Linked DNA regions of Mus musculus: regions 2 and 3 are each linked to region 1. A link is a contact called in public promoter capture Hi-C data. All regions are on one chromosome and are shown on one strand. Each heading gives the region's core, a stretch centred on a gene start, on an enhancer-like site or on the middle of the called end of the contact. The rest is flanking DNA. Distances are from core to core; before and after follow the strand shown. Region 1 holds the start of Cilp2 (cartilage intermediate layer protein 2). Region 2 holds the start of Zfp964 (zinc finger protein 964). Region 3 overlaps Mau2 (MAU2 sister chromatid cohesion factor).

Region 1 (4,618 bases), core at 1,375-3,874:
TCGTGGTGGTTCACAGAGCTGCTAACTCTGCAGTTAGGGGGCTGAGGCAGAATTGCTGCAAGTTCAAGACCAGCTTGAGATAGAGTGAGGATCTCTAAAACAACAAAAGTAATGCCAGACTGATGGCTTGAAATAGAGAGCAGACGGATAGGAAATGCCCAAAGATAAAGCAGGAGTGGGGTAGAAACAGATGGCCTTGGTGCCACTCTTGCCGAATTGGGGACATCCCCCTGGGATCACCCCACTCTTCACCTTTTTGAAGGAGTTGGGCAAGGGAAGTGGGAGTGTGTCCTAAGTGCAGACAGAGTAAACAAACCGCACTGGGCGCGGAGGCCGGGTTCACATTCTGCCTGAGCAAGGTCTGCCTGCCTGCCCCGCATGCAGACCACCCCTCTGCCATGGCCTCGTCCTTCTGCCCCAGAACCCGCCTCCATCTAGCCGCCCTGCTTTGCTATGTCTTAGGCCTTCCCCTTGCCCTCGCTGTCGCGGAAGCAGAGGACAGTGCTGGTTGTGTGCGGCCCGGAGCAGAATGGCGCCGTGGGGCTGGCGTGTGCCCGGCACCTGCGGGTGTTCGTGAGTAACAGGGCCGTGATGTGGGGGACAGAAGTGGGACTGGGGTCCCGCTGGGACAGGAGGGGAACTTCTTCCCGCCTCCATCATCGAACCCGGGTCCCCCCACCCCCTGCCTCCCAGGAATACCAGCCCAGCATCTTCTGCCCCGCGCGTTCGGCCGACGCGCTGCACCGTGACCTGACCACGCAGTGCGAGAAGATGGACATCCCCTTCCTGTCCTTCCTGCCTGCCGAGGTCAGATGCACCCACTCTGCCCCTGCCCTGGCCCGTCTGAGCCCAGCCCCTGACACTGCCCCTCTCCCCAGGTGCGGCTCATCGACGACGCGTACGGGCTGGTGGTGGACGCAGTGCTTGGGCCGGGAGTGCGGCTGGCTGAAGCAGGCGGGCACTGCGCGCGCGCGCTGGCCACGCTGAAGCGACTCTCCATCCCGCTTGTGAGCCTGGACGTCCCCTCAGGCACGCCACCCAGGGACAGCCTGGTTACCCTAGCCTGTTTTTTTCCATCCATCCTAAATTCTACCCCTCTGCACCCCCCTCCCCCAACTCGGTTTTCCTTGTCCAACTCTTTCAACCTCGGTTTCCGCGTCTGCCCCCATCGTATTTCACACCCGCCCTGAGGATGGGAGCGATACAAGTGGCTGTCCCAAGTGACTCCGTGTCCCCTTGGTCCGAGTGCTCAGCTCCACGGGCACCACCCACCACCAGTCCTGTGAGCTCACTCGGCAGAGGCCACGCCTGCCAGGCCAGAGCTGCTAAGGACAAACAGCGCTCAGCCTCTCGTGGGGACTGCGTGGGGGTGTCCCCTAGCTACACTGCTCCAGGACAATCCCCGACCAAAGCCGAGGCATATCTAGTCCTAGGGGGATACAGTAGGTGGTCCCGGAAAAGTGAGGGATTCTGCAGTTGGAAGCCTCTAATCAGAGAGAGGAGCCGGTGGCTCTGGTTAGTGCCTGAGGCAGGAGAGAAGTCCTGGTTGCTGGTTCGTGGACTGGGTGGAACCGAAACTCCTGGTGGTTTGGGGAGAGGGCAGAGTCCTAACAAAAGTACCACGAGGTGGGTCAGAGAACCAAGATGTCTCAGGTCGGAGGGGGAAATCAAATACGATAGGGATGTGGGGGCACAGTTTAGAAGGAGGGGGGTCTCGGGTCACAGTACAGGGTGGGGTAGAGAGGCTGAGGTCAGACCCGAGGTGGGTGAGGAAGGTCTGATTTAAGCAAGGCGCGGTTCCTAACCTCTGCGGAAGGAGACACGGCTCAAGGCAGAGGCTGGGTCTTGGCAGACTAGCAGTGGAAATGGTGTAGTCGGAGGGTGGAGGCGGTTTGCGGTTAGCAGGTCTGACCGCTACCCGCGTGCGTGGAGGGAGGCAGAGCAGACTTGGTCCCGGGCCGGAGGTCCTCAGCTCCCCCTCTTCCGCCCTCAGGCTGGGATGCGGAGGCTGGCGGAGACGCAAAGGACGCGGTGCAGCCCGATGTGCTGGTGTCCCTTGCAGCGCCCAAGAGCTGCGCCGGCCGCTTCTCCGGACGTCTCCACTTTGTAGCCGGCAGGTTCGTGCCTGATGACGTCCGCCGAAAGTTTGGCCTGCACCTGCCAAAATATACTGGCACCGACTGCGTGGCCTCACTGTGAACCGCACCAATAAACATCTCCACCACCTCTCCCCTGCCTCTTTTGTGTACCAGGCCAGGGGGTGGGCGGGTGGAGAGGAGACTTCCCTCCGGGTTTGTGGGGAGGAGCTGCGCCGTGGAGTTTCTTAGAATGGAGAGCAGACCCCTGCTGGGGGGTGGCCTCCAGTACTTAGGACCGAAGTTTAACAATATAGAGAACGTCCAGCATCCTAGGGCGCCAGCAGCTTCAAGTTTCAGACCAGAGGGAGCCAGGCACACAGCACGGGACCCAGTTGGAGAAGGAGGGGGGAACGCAGGACACCGGGCAAGGGCAGTCTAAGGGCGGAGGTACCGCGGGAGGCTTAGAAGACCCAGTCTGGTGTGCGGGGGCGTGGCTTGTGGCCCGTTCCGCCCTTTTAGGTCCAAGCAGCGGCTAGGCCCGCCACAGTCAGATCTCAGAGCTTCGCAGAGCAGTTCGGACCTGGCGATGGCATCACCTCTGCCCTTGCTCTATCTCTGCCTTGCCGCCTTACACCTAGCGGGAGCGCGAGGTGAGATACCTTGGGAACCACCCCCTACACACACACACACACACACACACACACACACACACACACACAAACAAACACACCAGGACGACAGCCGCAGGCACAGAAGCGGGCGGGGGAGCACCTCATGAGCGTCCCAGAGAGCCGGTGAAAGAAACCTCTTCCATCGTCGTCCCAGGAAGGTCCACTTGGCCAAGGCTTTGAATTGTAAATCATCAGGTTTCCAAATCTGTGCCAAGGGGTCGTAGCTGTCTCTCCGCGGGGCTGGTGACAGTCCTATTTCTCAGAAGGCTGGGGCTCCAGGAAGAAGGGGTTTGTCTGAACCTGTCTGCCTTCCTATTCCACCCCGGAAAGATGGAAGGCCAGAGAAACCAAGGACTTACCTGTTGGCACCTTGCGTCCCACCTAGAAAGACCCGGGAGAGTATATGGCAGGAGGGGACTTCCAGGAAGAGACTGCAGCGGTCTGCGGGTAGAGGCAGAGCCTAATACACTCGACTTGTGTTTGATGAACATTTGAGCCTAGAGGTGTAGTGGGACATAGAGTCGCCAGATCTGCGGAGTGACAGGGCTTCAGGGTCCGCTGCTAGTAATGGGAAGGCTTCCTGGAGTGGGTGCTGCTGCAGTCCCCGGGGCTAGAGCTGGCCTCTCAGATCCTCAGTTTTATATCCCGTGAAATGTGGTAGTCAATGTTCCCCCTGTTGCACCAAAAGAGGGGTCTCAGTGGTCCCTATCTTGTGCCTCCTCGAACTCCCACAGATGCCACCCCCACCGAGGAGCACACTTCAACCGCCAGGGGTCTTCAGGGACGGCCGCCAGATACCGGCCAGCCCTCGCCAGCCCTGGAAGATTGGGAGGGTGAGTCACCTCAGCAACCCGCCTGTGTGATCTGGGCCTGGTGGGGTCAGTGGGGAGGGTAGGGAGAATGAGGAGTCCTTGGACATCACAGCTCCTTGGGCCTCAAGGCTCCAAGCTGGAGAGACTAGGGAGGTGGGACCCGGGCTCAGCGTGCGATGCTCACAGAGGCCAGCGAGTGGACGTCGTGGTTCAACGTGGATCACCCGGGAGGAGATGGCGACTTCGAGAGCCTGGCCGCCATTCGATTCTACTATGGTCCCGCGCGGGTGTGCCCGAGACCACTGGCACTGGAGGCGCGCACCACCGACTGGGCGCTACCAGCTGCAATGGGCGAAAGGGTGCACGCCAACCCAGAGCGTGGCTTTTGGTGTCTCAATCGTGAGCAGCCTCGAGGCCGCCGCTGCTCCAACTACCACGTGCGCTTCCGCTGCCCACTGGGTAAGGGGGGGACCCATAGGCCTGGGCGGGCGGGTACAGTACGACCCTAAGGGGCAAGGCCCAGTGATGGCAGGGCACGGGCGTGGCTTAGAGAGGCACACCCATCAGCACAGTGAGGATGCAGGGAGCTGTGCCCAGATTGTAGTAGCTAGTGCACTAACATGCCAGGATCCCATTGGCCCATCCTGAACAGCTCGGTGTTGGGGATGCCTTAAGCCTCATTGTATTGAAGTCCGATGGGGAACAGCAAGGTTAATTAGGACCGCATCTAGCAAGAAGGGGTGTGTGTGTGTGTGTGTGTGTGTGTGTGCAGGTGAGCTCTGTGCAGAACTGCATGCAGTCTGCCCCTGCAGTCAGGGAGGGTGTATGCCGGGGGAACAAGACCCACATAGTTTAGAAAGCCCGCTGACCAAGGTGGGCAGATGCAACTCATCTCCCACCTTGCTCTGCAGAGGCGGCTTGGGGCGCTTGGGGAGCGTGGGGCCTCTGCTCCAAGAGTTGCGGGCTAGGTCGTCGCCTGCGCCGCCGCAGCTGTCAAAGCTCCTCTGGGGACACGTGTCCCGGGAGCCCCCAGGAGGCGCAGAAGTGCGTGAGATCC
Region 2 (4,618 bases), core at 1,515-4,014, 230 kb after region 1:
GATCAAAAACTCAAGTGACAGCAGATGCTGGCGAGGATGTGGAGAAAGAACACTCCTCCATTGCTGGTGGAATTGCAAGCTGGTACAACCACTCTGGAAATCAGTCTGCCAGTTCCTCAGAAAATTGGACATAGTACTACTGGAAGGTCCAACAATACCTCTCTTGGGCATATATCCAGAAGATGTTCCAACTTGTAATAAGGACACATGCTCCACTATGTTCATAGCAGCCTTATTTATAATAGCCAGAAGCTAGAAAGAACCCAGATGTCCCTCAACAGAGGAATGGATATAGAAAATGTGGTACATTTTCCCAATGGAGTGCTACTCAGCTATTAAAAACAATTTATGAATTCTTGTTTATTATAAACAAGAATTTATGAAATTCTTTTTTTGTTTGTTTTTGTTTTTTCGAGACAGGGTTTCTCTGTGTAGCCCTGGCTGTCCTGGAACTCAGGATCTGGAGGATATCATTCTGAGTGAGGTAACCCTATCACAAAAGAACTCACATGATATGCACTCACTGATAAGTGGATATTAGCCCAGAAACTTAGAATACCCAAGATAGGCCAAATTTGCAAAACACATGAAACTTAAGAAGAAGGAAGACCAAAGTGTGGATACTTTGTTCCTTCTTAGAAGGAACAAATACCCATAGAAGGAGTTACAGAGACAAAGTTTGGAGCTGAGAGGCAAGGAAAGACCATCCAGAGACTGCCTCACTTGGGGATCCATCCCATAAACAACCACCAAACCTAGACACTAGGCAGATGCCAACAAGAGCCTGCTGACAGGAGTCTGATACAGCTGTCTCCTGTGAGGCTCTGCCAGTGCCTAGCAAATACAGAAGTGGATGCTTACAGTCACCCATTGGACGGAGGACAAGGTCTCCAATGAAGGAGCCAGAGAAAGTACCCAGGGAGCTGAAGGGGTCTGAAGCCCCATAGGAGAAATATCAATATGAACTAACCAGTACCCCCAGAGCTCCTTGGAACTATACCACCAATCAAAGAAAACACATGGTGGAACTTGTGGCTCTAGCTATATATATAGCAGAGGATGGCCTAGTCTTTCATCAATGGGAGGAGAGACCCTTGGTCCTTTGAAGGCTCTACACCCCAGTATAGGGGAATGCCTAGGCCAGGAATGGGAGTGCATTGGGGAGCAGGGGGAGAGGGGAGCAGATAGGGGATTTTCAGAGGGGAAACTAGGAAAGGGGATAGTATTTGAAATGTAAATAAAAAAATAAAATAAAAAATACTACAAAAAAAGAAAGTTGTAGTTTTAAAACTGCAAAGCTTGCTTTAAAAAAAATCAGTTTTTTTTTTAAACCATTCCTTTCTGTGTGCATGTGTGGCTATGCATTGCCATGATGCATGTATGAGGTGAAGGGACAGGAGTTCAAAGAAATTCTGTGGTTCTCGATTCTCTCCTTCTACCAAGTGGCTTATAAGGATTAACCCCAGGTCTCTGGGCTTGGCAGCAAAAGATGCCACCCACAGAGAGATTCGGAGGAACCAAGAACCTAAGTATTTTGTTTTTTTCTTTCTTCCTTTTGAGATAGGTTCTCACTATGTAATCCTGACTTGCCTGAACTCACGACATAGACCTGGCTGACCTAGAACTTACAGAGATCCACCTGCTTCTGTCTCCAGAATACTGGGATGAAAGGTGACTCCCAACCAGCTCAGCAAGAATCTAAGTTCTAAAAGGAAAACCTTGTTCACTTGATGGTAAGCGCCTTGAAACACTCAGGGTCACACCACCTAAGGAACACCAGTGAACACCTGGTCAGACTGAAAACTGCTGCGGAAAGTCATGGAATTGCAAGGATGTTAGAATACGGGTACAGCCCTGGGAAAGAGCAAAGCAGAGATTCATGATTCACAACTTCAAAACTGACTTAAAAGCAATTATCATTAAGATAGGATAAAGCTGCAGATAGGCCTAAGGAGTAATAGAGCACTTACCCAGCATGCTATGCAAAGCTGTTGCATCTAACTTCCAGACTGTGGGTGGGAAGGAGTAAATATTTTTTAAGAAAAGAAAAAATAAACTATACTAGGCTCTGTGACAACCTGAGTTCTATCCGTTAATCGCGGAAGGACAGCACTCATTCCATAAAGTTGTCCTGTGACCTTACACCTTCCTCACTCTACACACACACCGGGGACACACACCAATAAATAAGGCTGATTTAAGTAGGAGAGAGGGAGGGGGAAGGAGAGAGCTGCAGCGCACGGCAGGGGTCCTCCACTTCGTCTACTCGCTAGTCCCGCTCCACGTTTCTCTCCCTTGTCCTGGGGCAGCCCAGGCTGTCCCCTCTCCTCCAACAGCTGCGGGTTTACTGTGAAGCCCGCACGCAGGGTTACAAGTGAGTGCGACGTTAAGCTGTCACAACCCGCACTAGGAGAAACCTGCGCCGTCGAAGGAGCTGTGGGCAGACCAGCTCAGCACCGAGCGACCCCGCCCACGCGGGTGCTCTGGGCTCTGCAGCGTGCTGCCCTCGTCTCTCCGGGCCAGCCTGGCTCCCTCTGGCCAGCCGCAATCCGTCCGGGGGGAGCTCGCGGCTTCGCCTTTTAAACTCTAATCTTCGCACCAAGCCGAACTTTCCCAGACGCTGGACCCACCCCTCCCCCAGTCCCAAGGAGGACCCACCACCCCGGCTCCCGCGGCTCAGCCGGCCGCTCTTCCCCTTCTGGGGACTTCGGCCCTGCGCTCACCATGGCGCGGCTTCGAGCTCGGCCGCGCTCCCCTTAGCTACGGGCCGCAGTGGCCACAGCGAAGGGGGCCGAACCCGCTGCGCCTTCTCCGCTTCCCAGCGGAATGCACAGCGGGATTGCGATGGAGCCCGCCTCCCACCGCTCCCTGGCGCTCCTGATTGGATGGCTTGTCTGGAGGCCCTGATTGGCTAGGGCCCGACTTCGCTCAGCTCGGGAGAGATTTGCATAAAAGCCAGACCTGCCTGCTTCTTGCTGGGTACTTTAGTCTTCGGTGATCTCAAAAGCTTAGTTCCTATTGGTCTTGGGTCGTTGGTGTCCACAGTGCATTTACCAACTCAACGTCCAGTGTAGTGATTTCTTGCTTCAGACCTAGAATTGTTATAGGACCTTGGGTATGATGTATTCCGTGGACCTGGATTTTTATTCAGGGAAGCCAAAAAAAAATTTTTTTTTTTTTAAGGCGTGAGCGCCACCACTGCCTGGCTCCTTTTATTTTATTTTATTTTTTTTAAAGATTTATTTATTATTTTATGTAAGTACACTGTAGCTGTCTTCAGACACACCAGAAGAGGGAGTCAGATCCCGTCATGGATGGTTGTGAGCCACCATGTGGTTGCTGGGATTTGAACTCTGGAAGAGCAGTCGGGTGCTCTTACCCACTGAGCCATCTCACCAGCCCGGAAGCCAAAATTTTTGATAGTGGTCTGTCAAGTGGGGCTTGGTGGTTGGTACAAGTCCCCTTAATCCCAGCACTCATTCTGCTGGCAGCGAAAGACAGATCTCTGTGAGTTCTAGGCCAGCCTGGTCTACATTGTAAAAATCTGGGCTAGTTAAAGTTGCACAAAGTCTGGTCATTGTTAGAGGCCAGAACACACTGGCTCCTCATCAGCTCTTTCTGGTAGAGTTATTAAGACGCTATCTGTACTGTGATTTTACAACTCTTAACTTATAATTCAGTCCAGTATCTGGTCCTCTGTGCTCAACTTCACAGCTGGAAATAAGATAATAACAAATTCCAAGCGACTGGAGAAAAATGAAGGCGTTTTAAATATTCAGTTCTTCAGAGAGACACGGAACCTTAGAGAAAAGGCAAAAACGGCTGTGAATTTTGGCACAAGATTTTTTTTTTTAAGTCCCCCTGGGGGAGAAATTTCTGTTCTTTGTTTCTCACAGGCCAGTTCTGCTATTTTCTCAAATTTCCCATCTCCCTGGCTTAGGGTACAAAGCCTTATCTAAGGAATAACTCGGGATTTGAGGCTTCCTCTTTTCCTTATCATGATTTAAGTTACATAGTAAACCATGGGTAACTCCAAGTCTCATTATGGGCCGGTACCAGCCAGCGCTTGGAAGAAACATGCCCAGCACCTACTGCTTATCTGTAACTGGTGAACTCTAAATGCACTTTATACTGAAATGGACAATGACAGTCCAATTCAGTGGTTCTTGACCTGTGTGTCATCAGATCATCAGAAAACACATATTTACATTATGATTCACAGTAGTAGCAAAATTATAGTTTATACAGTAGCCAAGAAAATAATTTTATGGTTGGGGGGATCACCACATCATGATGAACTATTAAAGGTCATGGCATTAGGAAGGGTGAGGACCACTGTCTCACACCATCACATATGCTAGCTCAGACTAAATCATGTGGTGTTTAACTTTAATTTTTTCAAAACCTATTTTTAATGATGGTTCTTAAATGCTTTAGCCTTCCTTCTAGCCCACCACCCTCCAGAGGTAGTGGAAAAGAAAGGATACAGGAGAAGTGGACCTGTTTAGAAAGGTTCTTTGGAGAACCTTCCATCTGCATTGTCTGGAAATCTGCAGTTCAGTTCACAGGTCATCAACAGCAGCTCGATTCACTTGTAAACACTTCACAGATATACCAA
Region 3 (4,618 bases), core at 1,559-4,058, 140 kb before region 1:
CTTTTCTACACAAAAGCAGGGGCTGTGCCCTAATGGGCTTCATTTGGGGCTCTGAGGTTTCAGGTGGTAGATGTGCTATTGAGAAAGCCTGCTGTGGAGCCACCTGTACCCTAGTTTCTTTGTTGTTTCCAGCTTTGTTTGATTTGTTTGAGGTAAGGTCTCTCAATGTAGTCCTGGCTGTCCTGAAACTCTTTATGTAGACCAGGCTGGCCTCAAACTCAGAGATCTGCCTGCCTCTGCCTCCCAAGTGCTGGGATTAAAGGCAAGTGCTGCCACACCTGACCTCATTGCACCCAGCTTTGCTCTCTGGGGGTGGGGGTGGGGTTCTCAGCTGTTGGACTGGTAACAGTGATGCGCCACCCCTCTTTCCCCCCTCTAGCTGCTGTTGATGGAGCGCAAACTGCAAGAGGTGCACCCACTGCTCACACTGTGTGGGCAGATTGTAGAGAACTGGCAGGGCAACCCCATCCAGAAGGAGTCACTACGTGTCTTCTTCCTGGTGCTGCAGGTGACCCACTACCTGGATGCTGGGCAGGTATGTTGTCGCTCAGGGTCTGTGGAGAGGGTTTACTCATGATATGATCTTGTTGCATGTTTGTGAGTACACAAACATACATGCATAGGTCCTGCTCTAGCATAGTTGGTAGCTCCTTCATATTATATGACATAGCCCCAAGTATAGAGGTGCCTACAGAGCAGTTTTGTCCTGGTGGGCCTATCCTCATTTGAGGGAGAATTTATGGCCTCACATTCATTGAGTGCACACACGGTTGGGAGGCCTCTGAAGGAAGTTTGTGGAAGCCATGAAGACAAAACAGGGTAACATGCTACACACTTCCCTTTCCCAGCTTACAGCAGCTTTGTGGGGGTCGGTAGGGACCCTGGTATGGCTGTGTGGCTGTGTTGAAGACCTGACACCCGTGTTTATGTGATGGCCTCAGCCTATGTCATGGGAGCTACCTTTCCTGCCTTTACCCTTTCCTGTTCCTATGATGTAAGTCCCTGTGAGGTGCTAGGCCAGTGTTGTGGGGACCCAAGAAATGCTCAGTGAACCTGTTGTTAGTAAGGGCCTTCCTTGTGGTCCCTTTGGGCCCAGCTCCTCATTCAGCATATAAAAACATGGCAGCCTTTAGCTGTCCCTGAATGCTGAGAACCATAGCTGTCCCTGAGAGGCTTAGGATGTCAGGAGGGTTAACAGAAGCCACAGTGCTAACAGGGTTTCTATTTGTGGGAGGTAACTACTTCTTGCCTCCGTGAAGCCTGGCTTCTGGGAGGCCAAGACCTGAGGAGAAGAGCTCCTGCAGTAGGAGAAAGAGTCCCCATCCAGGAGCTGGGCAAGGTTGCCAGGCCTCCTGGGGTGTGATGTTGAGGCCTGCACACCACAGGTGAAGAGCGTCAAGCCGTGCCTGAAGCAGCTGCAGCAGTGCATTCAGACCATCTCCACACTACATGATGATGAAATCCTGCCCAGCAACCCTGCTGACCTCTTCCACTGGCTGCCCAAGGAGCACATGTGTGTGCTCGTCTACCTGGTGAGTCCTGCCACCCTGGGCCCGGGCGGGGAGAGAGCCTTGTGACCACCACCTGTCTCCTTGCAGGTCACAGTGATGCATTCGATGCAGGCTGGTTACCTGGAGAAGGCACAGAAGTACACAGACAAGGCGCTCATGCAGTTGGAGAAGCTTAAGAGTAAGTGCTACCTGGGCGGGGACTCGAGCAGTCCCAAGTTTCCTTGACATTAGGACATTGCCATGTTCAGGGAGGCCAGGGTCAGAACCTAGCTCTCACCTACCTACCTACTATGTGTGAATCCTCCAGAGTCTAGGGTTCTAGCCACACACTTGACTATTTCATGCATCCTGGGTGCATGTGGCCTTAGCCTTCCTCTTAATCTCTTTGAGCCTGTGGAACTGTGCTTTTCTTTTCCTTAAGCTGTGTAGGCAACAACTTTTTCCTCACCCAAGAGATCTATGCAGGGTTGCCAGGAAGTGCCTGAGCTCCCCATGGCTTGAGCTCTGTCCCACTCACATGCACAGTTGAAGACATCTTGGAGAACCCACCCAGAAGGTTCTTGAGCTCTTAGCAGTAGTAGCAGGCAGCCTCTGTAGATATGGCCTGTATGTAATGCAGTGCTCAGCCCAGAGTTTCCTGTGGCTTTTGGTGCTTGGCATTCAAGCCAGGACCTGACCTGTGCTTGATAAGCTCCTGCTTTACCTGAGCCTTATCCACTGGGCACTTCTTAGCTTTAGGATGCTTCACAATGGCATTGGTTTGAGCTTACGTCCTTATCTAGATGGGGAGAGGCTACATCGGGGATGATGTGGGTGGGGCCGGGTGGTACCATGCTTGCATGTTCACCCCTGCCTCCTGTCCCCAGTGCTGGACTGCAGCCCTATCCTGTCGTCTTTCCAAGTGATCCTGCTGGAGCATATCATCATGTGCCGGCTTGTCACAGGCCACAAGGCCACTGCACTACAGGAGGTAGGAAGCACAGAGAGCGGGATGTGGGAGCTGGTCTGGATGTGGACACAGGTGTCAAGAGGGGAGGGTACAGTGATTTCACTGTCACTGCTCTAGCCTGGGTTGTAGAATCCAGTGTAAAGCCAATAGTCTGGTTCCCTAAAACTTGTATGCTCGGGGAACATTGAGATATGACTGGGACCCATGTCACCAAAATGCACACCTTCCTGAGAACATTGGAGAGGCATTTTATAACCTGAAACTGGGACGAAGGTCAGCATGTGCAAGGAGAAAGGAGAGCAGGGTCATCCTCTCCATGTGGTGGCTCCTCCTGCCAGGACTTTGACCCCCAGTTTGGCAAGTAGATGGGAGCATGTCTTCCAGCCTTGGGGCTGCACCCCAGTGCCAGGTCCCAGAACAGGAACCTTGGTTCTCTCCTCAGATCTCCCAGGTCTGCCAGCTATGCCAGCAGTCCCCTAGGCTCTTCTCCAACCATGCTGCCCAGTTGCACACACTGTTGGTGAGTATGCCCCAGGCACTGGACCCCACTCTTGCCAAAATCAAGCACATACCTAGCAAAGGATGTGATCCACCCTGAAAGGATCTGGGCATTCCAGTAAATAACCCTGTGATACTACCCAGGCAGCGTCCAAACATGAGCTCTGTTCTGTTGTGGGGAGGGGTCCTTTATAATAGCCTGAAGCTCATCCTAGGGCCCAGTACAATTATGCTTGCCTATGGTCACTGGGTCAGCTGCCCTGGTTCTGACCTGAGCCCTACATGTATGCCTGTCCTTTCAGGGCCTGTATTGTGTCTCCGTGAACTGCATGGATAATGCTGAAGCCCAATTTACCACAGCCCTTCGGGTAAGGCTGGCTTCCTGAGTAACAATATGGTGTAAGGTTGGCTGCCACACAAAAAAGCATGGAGACCAGATTAGGTCTGCTGCAAGAGCTATAAACTTTGAGCCCACATCTACTATAGTTAGCCTGACAGTGGCCACAACCGTGACACAGTTCCTCTTGGGGTGGGAAGTGGCTAGGGTAAAGAGTTCTTGGCTACCCTGGAAAGATATGAGGAAAGGATATATGTATCAGGAGTACAGGGACACTGGGTAGCCATTTTGACACCTGTTAAGTTCTAGGACATTCTCAGACTAGGTCAGTTTGTGGTGCTCTTGGAGTCATCTGGGATTTGGTAGAGTCATAGTATGTGGATGTACAGTGACTGAGATGTGCCCTTATCCTAAGTCCTGTGATAGGTGCTCAGGAACAGAGGACAGGTTTTACCTCAGGGAGGCTGGGTCCCCAACAAGGCACCCACACTTAGACAACTGACCTACTAGTCCCTAAGAAGCTGGTCCATTTCTCCCAGAGTGGCACAATTGCCTCTAGGGACAACTCAACTCCCACTGTGCTCACCTGGCCCAGGACTAGGGAAGGATGTCCCTACCTTGGCCTCAGTGTCCTTGCAGGAAAGGGAGGCTATTGACCTATTCCCCAGGGAGCCCCCAGTAGAGATTTTATAGAGCATGTTATGTTTTATGAGCAAGGGGGCTGGAGCATTCTTCTGACCGTGGGATAGAAGTTCCCCTCTTTGGTTGCTATATGTCTGAATGCTATGTGAAGAGTCAATTGGCTGCCCACTCCTTTGGCTCCACCCTTGTCTCCCTAGACCCCAGGCCCTCCTGCTGCAATGCCAGAGCCCTTCTGCAATGTGCCAGGAACCTCTTGTTCTTAGAGGTTGTCTTACCTTCTGTATGTGGCTTTGCCTCAGCAGCACAATGCTTAAGTCATGTGCTGAAGGGAGTCTTCTGGACAATACATGGAAGGAGAGGCGCTAAGACAAACACCAACCTTGTCCTCAAACTCAGACTCCTGTTGTTCACAACCAACACACCAATGCTGCTGCAGTTCAGGTCAGGAAAGACAACCCTGGGCTTTTGTGTGCTAGACCACAACTGTAGGAAATTGGAGTCAGAGGGCCCAGGCTGCTTAGACTCTCACATCCTTTCCTCCTTCTCCCAAACATCTGGGCTTTTCTAAGGAGATTGAACCCAAAATTTCACACATGCCAGGCAAGTATTGTATTGCCAAACTGCAGCCCCTTCCTATGTTTTTCATGACAGTATATCTCAGTTGCACAGGCAGTCAACTTG

Evidence for each region. Promoter capture Hi-C pulls out the DNA fragments that hold promoters and counts their contacts.
Region 2: a contact with region 1 is called in a promoter capture Hi-C map of stem cell-derived epiblast-like cells, with 2.3 times the contacts expected there. The contact joins the promoter of Zfp964 here to the promoter of Cilp2 in region 1. A contact is called at or near these places in 9 of 39 promoter capture datasets (the C10 cell line, cranial neural crest, embryonic stem cells and 4 more), 1 of 484 Hi-C or Micro-C datasets (nephron progenitors) and 3 of 9 other capture datasets (adipose tissue, liver and pancreatic islet).
Region 3: a contact with region 1 is called in a promoter capture Hi-C map of liver. The contact joins the enhancer-like site here to the promoter of Cilp2 in region 1. A contact is called at or near these places in 16 of 39 promoter capture datasets (3T3-L1-derived adipocytes, the C10 cell line, the HPC-7 cell line and 9 more), 1 of 15 datasets of contacts at CTCF or cohesin (large pre-B cells), 4 of 484 Hi-C or Micro-C datasets (the AML12 cell line, the G1E-ER4 cell line, bone marrow-derived macrophages and 1 more), 2 of 115 datasets of contacts at active chromatin or transcription factors (embryonic stem cells and extraembryonic endoderm stem cells) and 3 of 9 other capture datasets (adipose tissue, liver and pancreatic islet).

What each region holds. Positions count from the first base shown.
Region 1 is chr8:69,885,398-69,890,015 of GRCm38.p6, reverse strand. It overlaps Cilp2 (cartilage intermediate layer protein 2), which reads left to right and starts at 2,624. Exons shown (of 8, transcript NM_026818.2): 1 at 2,624-2,728; 2 at 3,484-3,582; 3 at 3,748-4,020; 4 at 4,473-4,618. The coding sequence starts at 2,665. It overlaps Yjefn3 (YjeF N-terminal domain containing 3), which reads left to right. Exons shown (of 6, transcript NM_001353930.2): 3 at 463-573; 4 at 694-807; 5 at 879-1,029; 6 at 1,994-2,228. The coding sequence ends at 2,199. Gm33746 (a long non-coding RNA gene) reads right to left here. Exons shown (of 3, transcript XR_379069.4): 1 at 3,746-4,618; 2 at 3,109-3,422; 3 at 1,632-3,022.
Region 2 is chr8:69,652,702-69,657,319 of GRCm38.p6, reverse strand. Zfp964 (zinc finger protein 964) reads right to left here and starts at 2,764. Exons shown (of 4, transcript NM_001177527.1): 1 at 2,724-2,764. The coding sequence starts at 2,726.
Region 3 is chr8:70,024,536-70,029,153 of GRCm38.p6, reverse strand. Mau2 (MAU2 sister chromatid cohesion factor) reads left to right here. Exons shown (of 19, transcript NM_001376946.1): 7 at 380-535; 8 at 1,386-1,532; 9 at 1,599-1,689; 10 at 2,378-2,481; 11 at 2,903-2,980; 12 at 3,261-3,326. Among named protein-coding and RNA genes, the nearest start is that of Mau2, 16 kb to the left of the region's middle. Within about 2 kb of position 2,808, at least 4 of the 459 cell types and tissues checked have an H3K27ac peak or open chromatin away from gene starts, as enhancers often do. A contact at or near this core is called in liver, where this site is marked.